Regions from separate parts of the Pan troglodytes genome. Here region 1 is linked to region 2. Evidence: chromatin contacts called from public Hi-C data. All regions are on one chromosome and are shown on one strand. Each heading gives the region's core, a stretch centred on a gene start, on an enhancer-like site or on the middle of the called end of the contact. The rest is flanking DNA. Distances are from core to core; before and after follow the strand shown. Region 1 overlaps DPYSL2 (dihydropyrimidinase like 2). Region 2 has its middle 62 kb from the start of BNIP3L.

Region 1 (5,759 bases), core at 528-3,027, 200 kb after region 2:
AGTTAATGACTGGTTGGGTTTCAGAATCTTGAGATCAGTTTGTGTCACACAATGCCCATACTGTGTTTTACCTAATATATTAAGAAGACATTTGTTCAATTTCTTAGGTCCATCATAAGAAAGGACACTGTGGTATTTCAGGACTTCTCTCCTACAGTATATTGTAGTTTAGCTTGTGGAGTCTGGAGTTTCAACAGCCTAACTTCAGAGCTCAGCTCTGGCTGTGCCTCAGTCTCCTCGCCTGTATAATGGCAATAATAGTAGTTGCTCCCCCGTGAGGTTGTTGTGAGGGTTAAATGGGTTAATATATATGTACAGTGCTTAGAACGGGGCCATTTGAGAACTGTTAGTTGTATTTGCTTGGGTAATTTGTGTGATATCCCCTTGGTGAGAGGAAAGGGTTCAGATTTTTAAGTTTCCTTGCTTGAAACTTCCTTCCCGTCTTTCATTTGGCCCATGACTAGAACATTCCACTCTTGTAGCTCCCTGGGCCACGGATTCCTATGGCGTATTAAAGAAATTGTTAAACCAGTGAGAATTCTTTTTTCTTGCTGGTTGTGTGGGTTTTTAGAAAGTTACCTGTGTCCCATATATGGATTACCAATTTTCAAAACATTTAAAAATAATGAACGTTACTTTGTTGTAAGTAAAACGTGTATAATCATGTCTGTGTTATCTGATCTCTCAAGGCTGTTCCAATATAAGCTGCCGTCGTTCCTCCTACTTGTGATTCTGTGTGTAGGATTAGGGGATTAGAATGCCAGAAGAGGGCTATGTCCTCAGAAAAGCCACAGCCAATTTGACTAATCAGAACAGGGGACAGGACAGAGTCTAAGATGTAGTGATATTTTGTATATAGTTTTACTTTCTCCAGTAATAGATCCAACAGCCTTTATACAGTGTCTGATTCTTTGGTTACCTTAGGCTCATCTCCTTTTTAAAAAGTTTATTTTTATTTTTAGAGATATAATAGTATCTCACTGTGTCACCCAGTACCCAGGCTAGAGTGCAGTGGTGCAATCACAGCTCACTGCAGCCTCGACCTCCTGGGCTCAAGTGATCCTCCCAGCTCAGCCTCCCCAGTAGCTGGTACTACAGGCTTCCATCGTCATGCCTGGCTAATTTTTTAATTTTTTTTTTTTTACAGAGATAGGCTCTCACTGTGTTGCCCAGACTGTTCTCAAACTCCTGGACTCAAGCAATCTTCTCACCTCAGCCTCTCCAAGTGCTGTTAGTAGGATTCCAGGCATGAGCCACCATGCCTGGCCTCCACCTCCTTTCTGTAGTCTAAACTTCAGTGAGGTTTTAAGAGAAGAACAAAGAACGTGAGGCCGGGCAGGGTGGCTCACACCTCTTATCCCAGCACTTTGGGAGGCAGAGGTAGGAGGATTGCTTGAGCCCAGGAGTTTGAGACCAGCGTCAGCAACATAGCGAGACCCCTCTTTACAAAAAATTTAAAAATTAGCTAGGTATGGGGACCTGTGGCTGTGGTCCCAGCTTCTTGAGGGGGCCGAGTGGGAGGATGGCTTAAGCCCAGGAGATTGAGGCTGTGGTGAGCTATGATGGTGCCATAGCACTCTGGTCTGGAAAACAGAGCAAGACGCTGTCTCCAAAAAAAAAGAATGCGACTAGCACTTTTCCTCCTGAGCTGTGAGATTTCACCTTCAAGCAGGATCTTGTGTGACCGTCCTGGCCCCTCACCCGCTGCTCTCTTCTCCTCTCCCTCCAGGTGCTCAGATTGATGACAACATTCCCCGCCGCACCACCCAGCGTATCGTGGCGCCCCCCGGTGGCCGTGCCAACATCACCAGCCTGGGCTAGAGCTCCTGGGCTGTGCCGTCCACTGGGGACTGGGGATGGGACACCTGAGGACATTCTGAGACTTCTTTCTTCCTTCCTTTTTTTTTTTTTTTTTTTTTTTTTTAAGAGCCTGTGATAGTTACTGTGGAGCAGCCAGTTCATGGGGTCTCCCTTGGGGCCCTGCACCCCGTCTCTCACCAAGAGTTACTGATTTTGCTCATCCACTTCCCTACACATCTATGGGTATCACACCTAAGCCTACCCACCAAGCTCATACAGGGAACCACACCCAACACTTAGACATGCGAACAAGCAGCCCCCAGCGAGGGTCTCCTTCGCCTTCAACCTCCTAGTGTCCGTTAGCATCTTCCTTTTCATGGGGGGAGGGAAGATAAAGTGAATTGCCCAGAGCTGCCTTTTTCTTTTCTTTTTAAAAATTTTAAGAAGTTTTCTTTGTGGGGCTGGGGAGGGGCCGGGGTCGGGGAGAGTCTTTTTTTTTTTTTTTTTTTTTTAATACTAAATTGGAACATTTAATTCCATATTAATACAAGGGGTTTGAACTGGACATCCTAATGATGCAATTACGTCATCACCCAGCTGATTCCGGGTGGTTGGCAAACTCATCGTGTCCGTCCTGAGAGGCTCCAGAATGCCCACCCGCATCGCCATTCCGTAGTCTTCAGGGTCAGCTGTTGATAAAGGGGCAGGCTTGCTTTATTGGCCTAGATTTTGCTGCAGATTAAATCCTTTGAGGATTCTCTTGTCTTTTACCATTTTTCTGCGTGCTCTCGCTCTCTCGCTCTCTCTTTCTCTCTCTAGCTTTTTAATTCATGAATATTTTCGTGTCTGTCTCTCTCTCTCTCTGTGTTTCCTCCAGCCCTTGTCTCGGAGACGGTGTTTTCCTCCCTTGCCCAGTTATCTTTTCACCTCCCAGGTCTACCATTTCATGGTGGTCATTGGGTCCGCCTAAAGGATTTGAGCGTTTGCCATTGCAAGCATAGTGCTGTGTCATCCTGGTCCATGTGGGACTGGTGCTAACCACCTGCCATCATGAGGATGTGTGCTAGAGTGTGGGACCCTGGCCAAGTGCAGGAATGGGCCATGCCGTCTCACCCACAGTATCACACGTGGAACCGCAGACAGGGCCCAGAAGCTTTAGAGGTATGAGGCTGCAGAACTGGAGAGATTTTCCTCTGTGCAGTGCTCTCTGGCTAAAGTCACGGTCAAACCTAAACACCGAGCCTCATTAACCCGAGTGAACCAACCAAAGTCACCAGTTCAGAAGTGCTAAGCTAATAGGAGTCTGACCCGAGGGCCTGCTGCTTCCTGGTTAAGTATCTTTTGAGATTCTAGAACACATGGGAGCTTTTTATTTTCGGGGAAAAACCGTATTTTTTTCTTGTCCAATTATTTCTAAAGACACACTACATAGAAAGAGGCCCTATAAACTCAAAAAATCCTTGGGAAACTTAAAGTCCGTTCTACTTTGCAAGAGGAGAAATGTGTTTCATGAACGATAGATCACATCAGAACTCCTGTGGGGAGGAAACCTTACAAATTAAACACATGGCCCCCTTAGAGACCACAAGCGATGTCGTATCTCCATCCTTCCCTCTCCTTTTCTGTCACCTTTCCCCCTAGCTGGCTCCTTTGGACCTACCCCTGTCCTTGCTGACTTGTGTTGCATTGTATTCCAAACGTGTTTACAGGTTCTCTTAAGCAATGTTGTGTTTGCAGGCTTTTCTAAATACCAAATCTGCTTTTTGTAAAGCGTAAAAACATCACAAAGTAGGTCATTCCATCACCACCCTTGTCTCTCTACACATTTTGCCTTTGGGGATCTGGTTGGGGTTTTGGGTTTTTTGTTGTTGTTGTTTATTTGTTATTTTAAAGGTAAATTGCACTTTTAAAAAAATAATTGGTTGACTTAATATATTTGCTTTTTTTCTCACCTGCACTTAGAGGAAATTTGAACAAGTTGGAAAAAAACAATTTTTGTTTCAATTCTAAGAAACACTTGCAGCTCTAGTATTCACTTGAGTCTTCCTGTTTTTCCTGTACCGGGTCATGGTAATTTTTGGTTGTTTTGGTTGTTTTCTTAAAAAACAAGTTAAAACCTGACGATTTCTGCAGGCTGTGTAAGCATGTTTACCTGTTGGCTTGCTTTGTGTGTCTGTTAAATGAATGTCATATGTAAATGCTAAAATAAATCGACAGTGTCTCAGAACTGAATAACTGCAGTGACTTGATGCTCTAAAACAGTGTAGGATTTAAGAATAGATGGTTTTTAATCCTGGAAATTGTGATTGTGACCCATGAGTGGAGGAACTTTCAGTTCTAAAGCTGATAAAGTGTGTAGCCAGAAGAGTACTTTTTTTTTTGTAACCACTGTCTTGATGGCAAAATAATTATGGTAAAAAACAAGTCTCGTGTTTATTATTCCTTAAGAACTCTGTGTTATATTACCATGGAACGCCTAATAAAGCAAAATGTGGTTGTTTCAGGGGTGTGTCTGTATTGAGATGTTCGGGAGGTGGCTGCTTGACTTGGGCCTCCAACCAGACTTCCCCTCCACAAGCATTCACGGAGCCCTCGGCTTCAGTTTGGTGAATATACCAATTCAAGAGTTTTCACTCCATGTCACAGGCTGCTACGTCCAGGCCACGGGATTCTAATTCTAAGCAAAGATGCAGCCTGCGGGTGCGTGGCAAACCAAGTGTCAGAAATTCACAGACTCTATCCTGGAGAGCCCTCCAGAATCAAGCTGCATACTGAAGCTTGAAACTGGGAATGGGGTGGGACCACATGCTTTCATGTGGGTGACCCCTCTGGGCTCTCTGCTTCCTTCCAGCTTGTTTACCCCGGAAAATCCTCCAGCATGAAAGATAAGAGGCAGGTGTGTTGGCCCTTATCCACACCTCAGTCCGGAAACTTTTGGGAAACCAGGTTATAAAGGCTTGGTCTTCCACTTTCATGCAAGTGTCAAGAATGCACTTTGGCCAGGAGCCCCGCCCACCCCAGCAGGCCAGATGCTTGGTTTTCGTGGTTACCCTGATAACTGGCACTCACATTATTGATTCTGAGAAGACTGAATGAAGAGAGTGTGTGCCTTGGGCCCCCCAGGCCTATCATAGGGTTGATGAAGTCATTATCTTTTTTTCCCTTCCTCCTCCCCTCTTTTTTTTTGAGACAGGGTTCCACTCTGTTGCCCAGGCTTCAGTGCAGTGGCACGATCTTGGCTCACTGCAGCCTTGACCCCTTGGGCTCAAGCGATCCTCCCACCTCAGCCTCCTGAGTAGCTGGGACTGCAAGTTGCACACCATCATGCTCAGCAATTTTTTGTTTGTTTGTTTTGTAGAGACACGGTTTCATCATATTGCCTGGGCTGGTTTTGAACTCCTAGGCTCAAACAGTTCACCCACCTCGGCCTCCCAAAGTGCTGAGATGATAGATGTGAGCCACTGCAGCCAGCCCATTTTTATTTTCTGTCCAGCCCTGTCCAAACAGGATATGAGGTGACTTATACAAACATATACACAGTGCCACAGTTTATAAATAAAGAGTGTTTGGGTAAAGGGAAAATAAGAGCAAGAAAAATAAGATAAGGCCTTGCAGGGGTTAGTGTGTGACACCTGCCACGAGGCTGTAAACTTGTTAGCGAGCTCTGAGTGTCCCGGCAACACGTACACAAAAGGGAAGTATGGCCACTTACAACACTTACAGTGACCAGAAGGTAAAGAAGATAAATGAGTCCTTCATAAGGAATACAGCAAATCCTGGGTCCTCCCTGGGAACCACAGTGTTGAGCGTCTGGGGCTGGCTCTTACCTGCCTGTCACTGCATACTGATGGCAGAGCACTGTGAACCAGTCAAATTGAGTCTGTCCACAAGAAAGGGACAAAAAGTCTCACCTTAACATTGATGGGACCTGGGACAAGAGTTAACATGAAGCCTCCAGG
Region 2 (5,464 bases), core at 799-3,298:
CTTGAACCATGGAGGCGGAGGTTGCAGTGAGCCGAGATCGCACCATTGCACTCCAGCCTGGTTGACAGAGCGAGACTCTGTCTCAAAAAAAAAAAAAAAAAAAAAAGGAATGAAATTCAGATACATGCTACAACATGGATGAACCTTGAAGACATCATACTAAGTAAAATAAGCCAGTCACAAAAGGATAAGCAGTATGTGATTCCACTTATATGAGGTACCTAAAGTAGTCTAATTCAAAGACAGAAAGTATAATAGTGATTACCACGGGTTGGAGGGAAGGAGAAGGGGAGTTATTGTTTAATCGGTATAGAGTTTGGGAAGATGAAAAAGTCCTGGAGATGGACAGTGGTGATGGTTGTACAATAATGTGGATGTACTTAATGCCACTGAACGGCACACTTAAAATGGTTAACATGGTAAATTTTATGTTATGCATATTTTACAACAGTAAACTAGTAAATACACAGGTCCTGTTTATTCTTTTTTTTTTTGACAGAGTCTCACTCTGTTGCCCAGGCTGGAGTGAAGTGGCACAATCTCAGTTCACTGCAACCTCTGCCTCCCAGGTTCAACTGATTCTCTTGCCACAGCCTCCTGAGTAGCTGGTATTACAGGTGCCTGATACCACACCCGGCTAATTTTTACGTTTTTAGTGGAGACAGGGTTACCCCATGTTGCCCAGGCTGGTCTCAAACTCCTAACGTCAAGTGATCCGCCCACCTCGGCCTCCCAAAGTGCTGGGATTACAGGCATGAGCCACCACGCCTGGCCATTAATTTCTTTATTCAAGTCTTTTACGTCACTTTTTGCTTCTGAGATGTGACCAAGATGGGAGTTAACCTTTCTAAAATCAATGTAGTATTTGCAATTTTTCTTTTTTGGGGAGACAGTTTTTACTTTAGGACCTAAGGGCTTGTGACTGTTATTTCTCCCTTTTAAAAATGAGTGTAAAACCTTTGTTTCGTTCATAATTTGCCCCTTGACTTTCACTTTGTATAATGTTAGGTTTATCACCTCTGCTGTCTTTTCTGGTTTGTATTTCATTCACTGCTTCCTTCTGGAAATAACATACTGCTCCTACTATGTGCCAGGCCTGTTCCAGGTACCGAGAATATAGCAGCAAACAAAACAGACCAGAGCTCTATCCTGGTGGAACTCACATTCAAGTTCGGGGGATGGTAAACCAAAATACATAGGAAAAATAAACTTTTGTATTATCTGCATGTTGGACCCTTTGTAAGTCAAAGGTCCTCGCAGATCCGCAGGCAGGTGGGGAGCAGCAGAATATCACGGACACGCGTTAGAAACTTGGGGACCCACCCTCGACCAAGTGAATTCGCATCTGTGTTGTAGGAAGGTCCTCAGGTGATTCACAAACGCATTCGAGTTTGACTGCGGCAAGGGCTAAGGAAAAAAAAACTAAGCAGTGAAGGGACTGAGGAGGGACTGTGAATTGCAGGAGTAGGGGTGCTGTGATTTTAAAACCAGTTGCCAGGGAACAGGGAAGGCCTGGTTTGGAAGAAGGCCCTTCTGTAAGATCTGAAGGGGGTGGGTATCCGGGAGAAGCCACAGCAGCAAATGCGAAGACCCTCGGGCTTCGACGCAGGGGCCTGCTGTTCAGAGAGGCTGGGGCAGAGCCAGCTAGGGGCAGCGTGGTCCCTGGTGCAGCCGGCTCATTTTTACTTCGTCTGTGCTCTGTGTTTGGGGTGTGTCCTGCGGCACCGTCCCTGAGCGCTGGAACGTGCGCGGCCCTGCAGGGCAGCGCGGCCGGGGAATGCACCGAGCTGCGCGCTTCCAGCGCCGTCGGTCTGGGGTTTCTGCCATTCTAGCTCCCAAGGCTTTTCTATTTTGGGCTTAAAAAGATGCAGAGTCCCCTTTTATTGGTCAGGCTTGTAGCAGAAGGTTCCGGTCCAAGAGGACCTTTTGGATTTAGTCCTTTCTGTCGGCTCCCGCAGTCAAAACCCCCTTCCCTTAAACTCCGCCTGCACTCGAGCCGTCTCTCTACACCATGGAACCTGCACAGAGGCGTCCAGGCCAGTACACCCGAGCCGGGGCAGACGGAGAACGCCCCTGTGCTCACCCTGCCCTCGGCCTTGCGTGGGGAAGAAGCTCTGGGTCTGACCCTGGCGAGTCACTGCGTCTCCCGACGCGCGCTGCTCCCTCTGCGAAAGGGGGAAATATCAGCGGCCCAGCTGGGGGGTTCTGACCCAAGTGGGGTCACTTCTAGGGAAGCTGCTGTGGCCAGAAAGCACTGCACAAGAGACTAAGTGTAGCGCGCCGCCCTCGGCTAAACCACGGCTGTGCGGACCACCCTGGACCCGCGCCCCGATCTTCTGGTTTCTTCTGCACAGGGAGTTGTGAGGTTGCTACACCCCCGGGTCTGGATTCCGCACCCGCAGCGGCCCCCGCACGGTGACCACATACCAGGGACTCGACCGAGCATCTCCAGCCACAGGATTCCCCGGGGGAGCGTCCCCGAGCGGAGGAGGGGAGCGATTGGCTGGGAGGGAGGTGGGACGAGCGGTTACGCCGGCGCCAGGACACTGCGGGGCGGGGACCAGGGGACGGGCGGGGTGCGGAGGAGGGGGGAGGACGGAGTGGGACAGGAGAGGGGAGAGGAGAAGGAGGGAGGGGCGGAGGAGGGGAGAAGAGGGGACTGGGACGCGGTGACCCGAATGGGGAGGCGGGGCAGAGGGGACGGGGTGGGGGAGGGGAGAGGGCCGGTAGGAGTGGAGAGGGAGGTTGTAGGGGAGAGGAAAGGGGGAGAGGGACCCACTGGGTAGGGAAGAAGGAAAGTGGGGTGGAGTGAGCGAAGAGGGGACAAGGGACTGGGTGTGGAGAGAAAACGGAGCTGAGTGGGGAGGAGAAGAAAAGGGAGAGAAGCGGAGAGGGGCGAGCAGGAGGAGGGAGGGCGGGGCGCCTCCCAGCAGTCGGGCGCAGGCCTAGGGTCCTCCCCTCCCCCGGAGGCCGACGTCCCCGGGGCGTGATTAGCAGCTCCTTGGGGAAGAGGACGGAGCCAGAGCTGGGGGCGCGGAGGTCTGGGCGGGGCGACCCGCGGCGCTGCTTGTGGCCGCGGCGATGGCGCGGGGACCGGGGAGGTTTGTCCAGGAGGGCGCTGGTCACACCGCGTTTCTGAAGCTTTCGATTCCTCTTCGGCTCTGCTCTCTGCAGCCGCCCTGCCTTCCCTCTGCGCGTCTGAGCCGAGTCCCCGGCGCCCAGGGGCGGGGCGGCGGGGTGGGGACACTCATGGACCCCCCAGCGAGGACCTGCTGGGTGCGATCCCGGGCGCACGGGATGTGCAGCTACAGTGACTACATGGTCACCCGAAGGACCCTGAGAGAGGGGCAGCTGTAGGGGGTCCTTGAAGAGGGTCTGACCGCGGGGTTTGTGAGCGTCAGCGCGGGGGAGGCTTGGGCCTGGAAAGATGTGGGAGATCTGGCCGATAGAGACGTGAGTGCCCCAGAAAGGGGGGCCGAGGTGGTGGAGGCGGGCGCGCGGCTAGCTGGGGTCCAGGACAGGAGGGGCGGGAGGCAGCCGGGAAGGCCTCAGGCAGGGCCAGCGAGCAGCACCTCCTGCAGCCTGCCAAGTGCAGGTACGAGGCCACCCCTGGCCTCACCTATGTGTGACGCGTCGAGGTAACCTTTCTGAGCGTTGACTTGTCCACATATGCCAGTGGGGCAATCTCTGAGGGTGATGAACATGTGTAACATATGGGAAGCTGTATAGTGGCCTTCCCAGCGTGGCTGCTTCATAAACTTAGTCCCTTTCCCTCCTGGAGGAAGGAAGTCAACCCAGAGGCTTCTCACTTCTGGGCACTTTCCTAGCACAGGTAAGCGTCAAATAGAATCAAACAGAAGAGGCATCTCAGAGTTCAACAGAACAGGTGCCTGGCCTAGCTGGCCTCCGTTTGGGGGATGAATAAGAATCCCCTTACAGGCCAGGTGCGGTGGCTCACTCCTGTAATCCCAACATTTTGGGAGGCCGAGGCGGAGGGATCACGAGCTCAGGAGTTTGAGACCAGCCTAAACAACATGGTGAAACCCCGTCTCTACTAAACATACAAAAATTAGCAGGGCTGGTGGTGCACGCCTGTAATTCCAGCTACTTGGGAGGCTGAGGCAGGAGAATCGCTTGAACCCGGGAGGCGGCGGTTGCAGTGAGCCGAGATCCTGCCACTGCACTCCAGCCTGGGTGACAAAGCGAGACTCCATCTCAAAAAAAAAAAAAAAAAAATACCCTTACAGATTGCATCTGCATTAAGACTTAAGGTCTCAACTTGTTGATTCTTTGCTAGGGATTCTTATCACAATACAAAGAATTTACTGCCATTGATTGCATCCGAATGGACAGACACACACAGATGCACATTTCATGGGAGTGTTTCTCTCATAAGCAGAGAGAACCCTTCTCAGCCTGAATTCCTTGACTTGCAAGTCTGTGTGGGATTCAGGATTACAGATTTAATGACCGAAACATAATAGAGTCTGAGAGGCGGGATCTACAGCAGAGCTGTGGGCAAAACTGCTGGAACCAGGCAGGTCCTACCTCCACGACACAGCATAGAGGGTGACGTGTCTGAGGGCACACAGGCTCTGGTTAGGCTTTATGGAATTCTGACCTCAATGAGTCACTGAATTGTTGAGATTGCCCTGGTAAGTCAGATCTTGATTCAGTTTCTCCATGGGTAAATTGGGAGCAAATATACTGGCTGTTTAACTTCCCTTAGGGTAGGTGTGGTCTTAAAATAGCTTCTCCAAGTTGAGGCAGTTGGTGGGTGTGACTGTCATTTCTGTGGGATGGAGGAGTTGCAGCCTTCCCATGAGATCAGTGCCCTGGCATGGCTGAAGTGACATGGAGAGGCCAGGAGGCAGCCTGGCAGGAAGGGTGGCATCCCCCAAAGGGAGGGAAGAGGGAAGCTGGAGAGGCGTGGCCGACCCTTCCCAGAGAGACTTCATGACACTGGCATTCCCCAGGGGCAGTGTGTGGCTCTGTGAATATTCCAGACATTAGCCAGGGCACGTGAAGCCGCCCTTTATGCCATACGTGGAACTGTGATTTAGGAAGTGGCTTAGTTGGTGGAATAATCATTGCTGAACCACAGTGTAACCACAAATGCAAAGAAGTGTGCACCTTCTTTCCTGGTGAGTGCAATAGTCAGCCACGTCCTTCTGGACCAGCCCGGCCTTGTTTCCTAACTGGGTGGGCCCTGCTTTGATGACAGGTGCATTCCTAGAGGTACTGTCTTCCTGCAGAGTTTTACGTAATGCAACGCCAAGAACGCTTTGATGGTGTGGGCCCTTACTGTCATTGAAACATCCCAACGAGCTCTCAGGACAGCACTGAGTGAGAGCAATGGCTTGGGAGACCCTTCTTCATCTGGTTGGGCTGGTGTGTTTGCTGCCCTTGGAAATTCTCTCAGCATTCCCGCTGTTTCTCTCCTCAGCAAGCTTATTTATGTCTT

What was found. Hi-C and Micro-C count contacts between places; a contact is called where the count stands out from the background.
Region 1: a contact with region 2 is called in a Hi-C map of induced pluripotent stem cells, with 1.9 times the contacts expected there. The contact joins two enhancer-like sites. A contact is called at or near these places in 2 of 7 Hi-C or Micro-C datasets (induced pluripotent stem cells and stem cell-derived neural progenitor cells) and 1 of 1 datasets of contacts at active chromatin or transcription factors (stem cell-derived excitatory neurons).

The regions. Positions count from the first base shown.
Region 1 is chr7:35,003,999-35,009,757 of NHGRI_mPanTro3-v2.0_pri, forward strand. It overlaps DPYSL2 (dihydropyrimidinase like 2), which reads left to right. Exons shown (of 14, transcript XM_001161598.8): 14 at 1,730-4,303. The coding sequence ends at 1,821. Among named protein-coding and RNA genes, the nearest start is that of DPYSL2, 140 kb to the left of the region's middle. Within about 2 kb of position 1,778, at least 3 of the 24 cell types and tissues checked have an H3K27ac peak or open chromatin away from gene starts, as enhancers often do. A contact at or near this core is called in induced pluripotent stem cells, where this site is marked.
Region 2 is chr7:34,800,048-34,805,511 of NHGRI_mPanTro3-v2.0_pri, forward strand. No RefSeq gene overlaps it. Among named protein-coding and RNA genes, the nearest start is that of BNIP3L, 62 kb to the left of the region's middle. Within about 2 kb of position 2,049, at least 21 of the 24 cell types and tissues checked have an H3K27ac peak or open chromatin away from gene starts, as enhancers often do. A contact at or near this core is called in induced pluripotent stem cells, where this site is marked.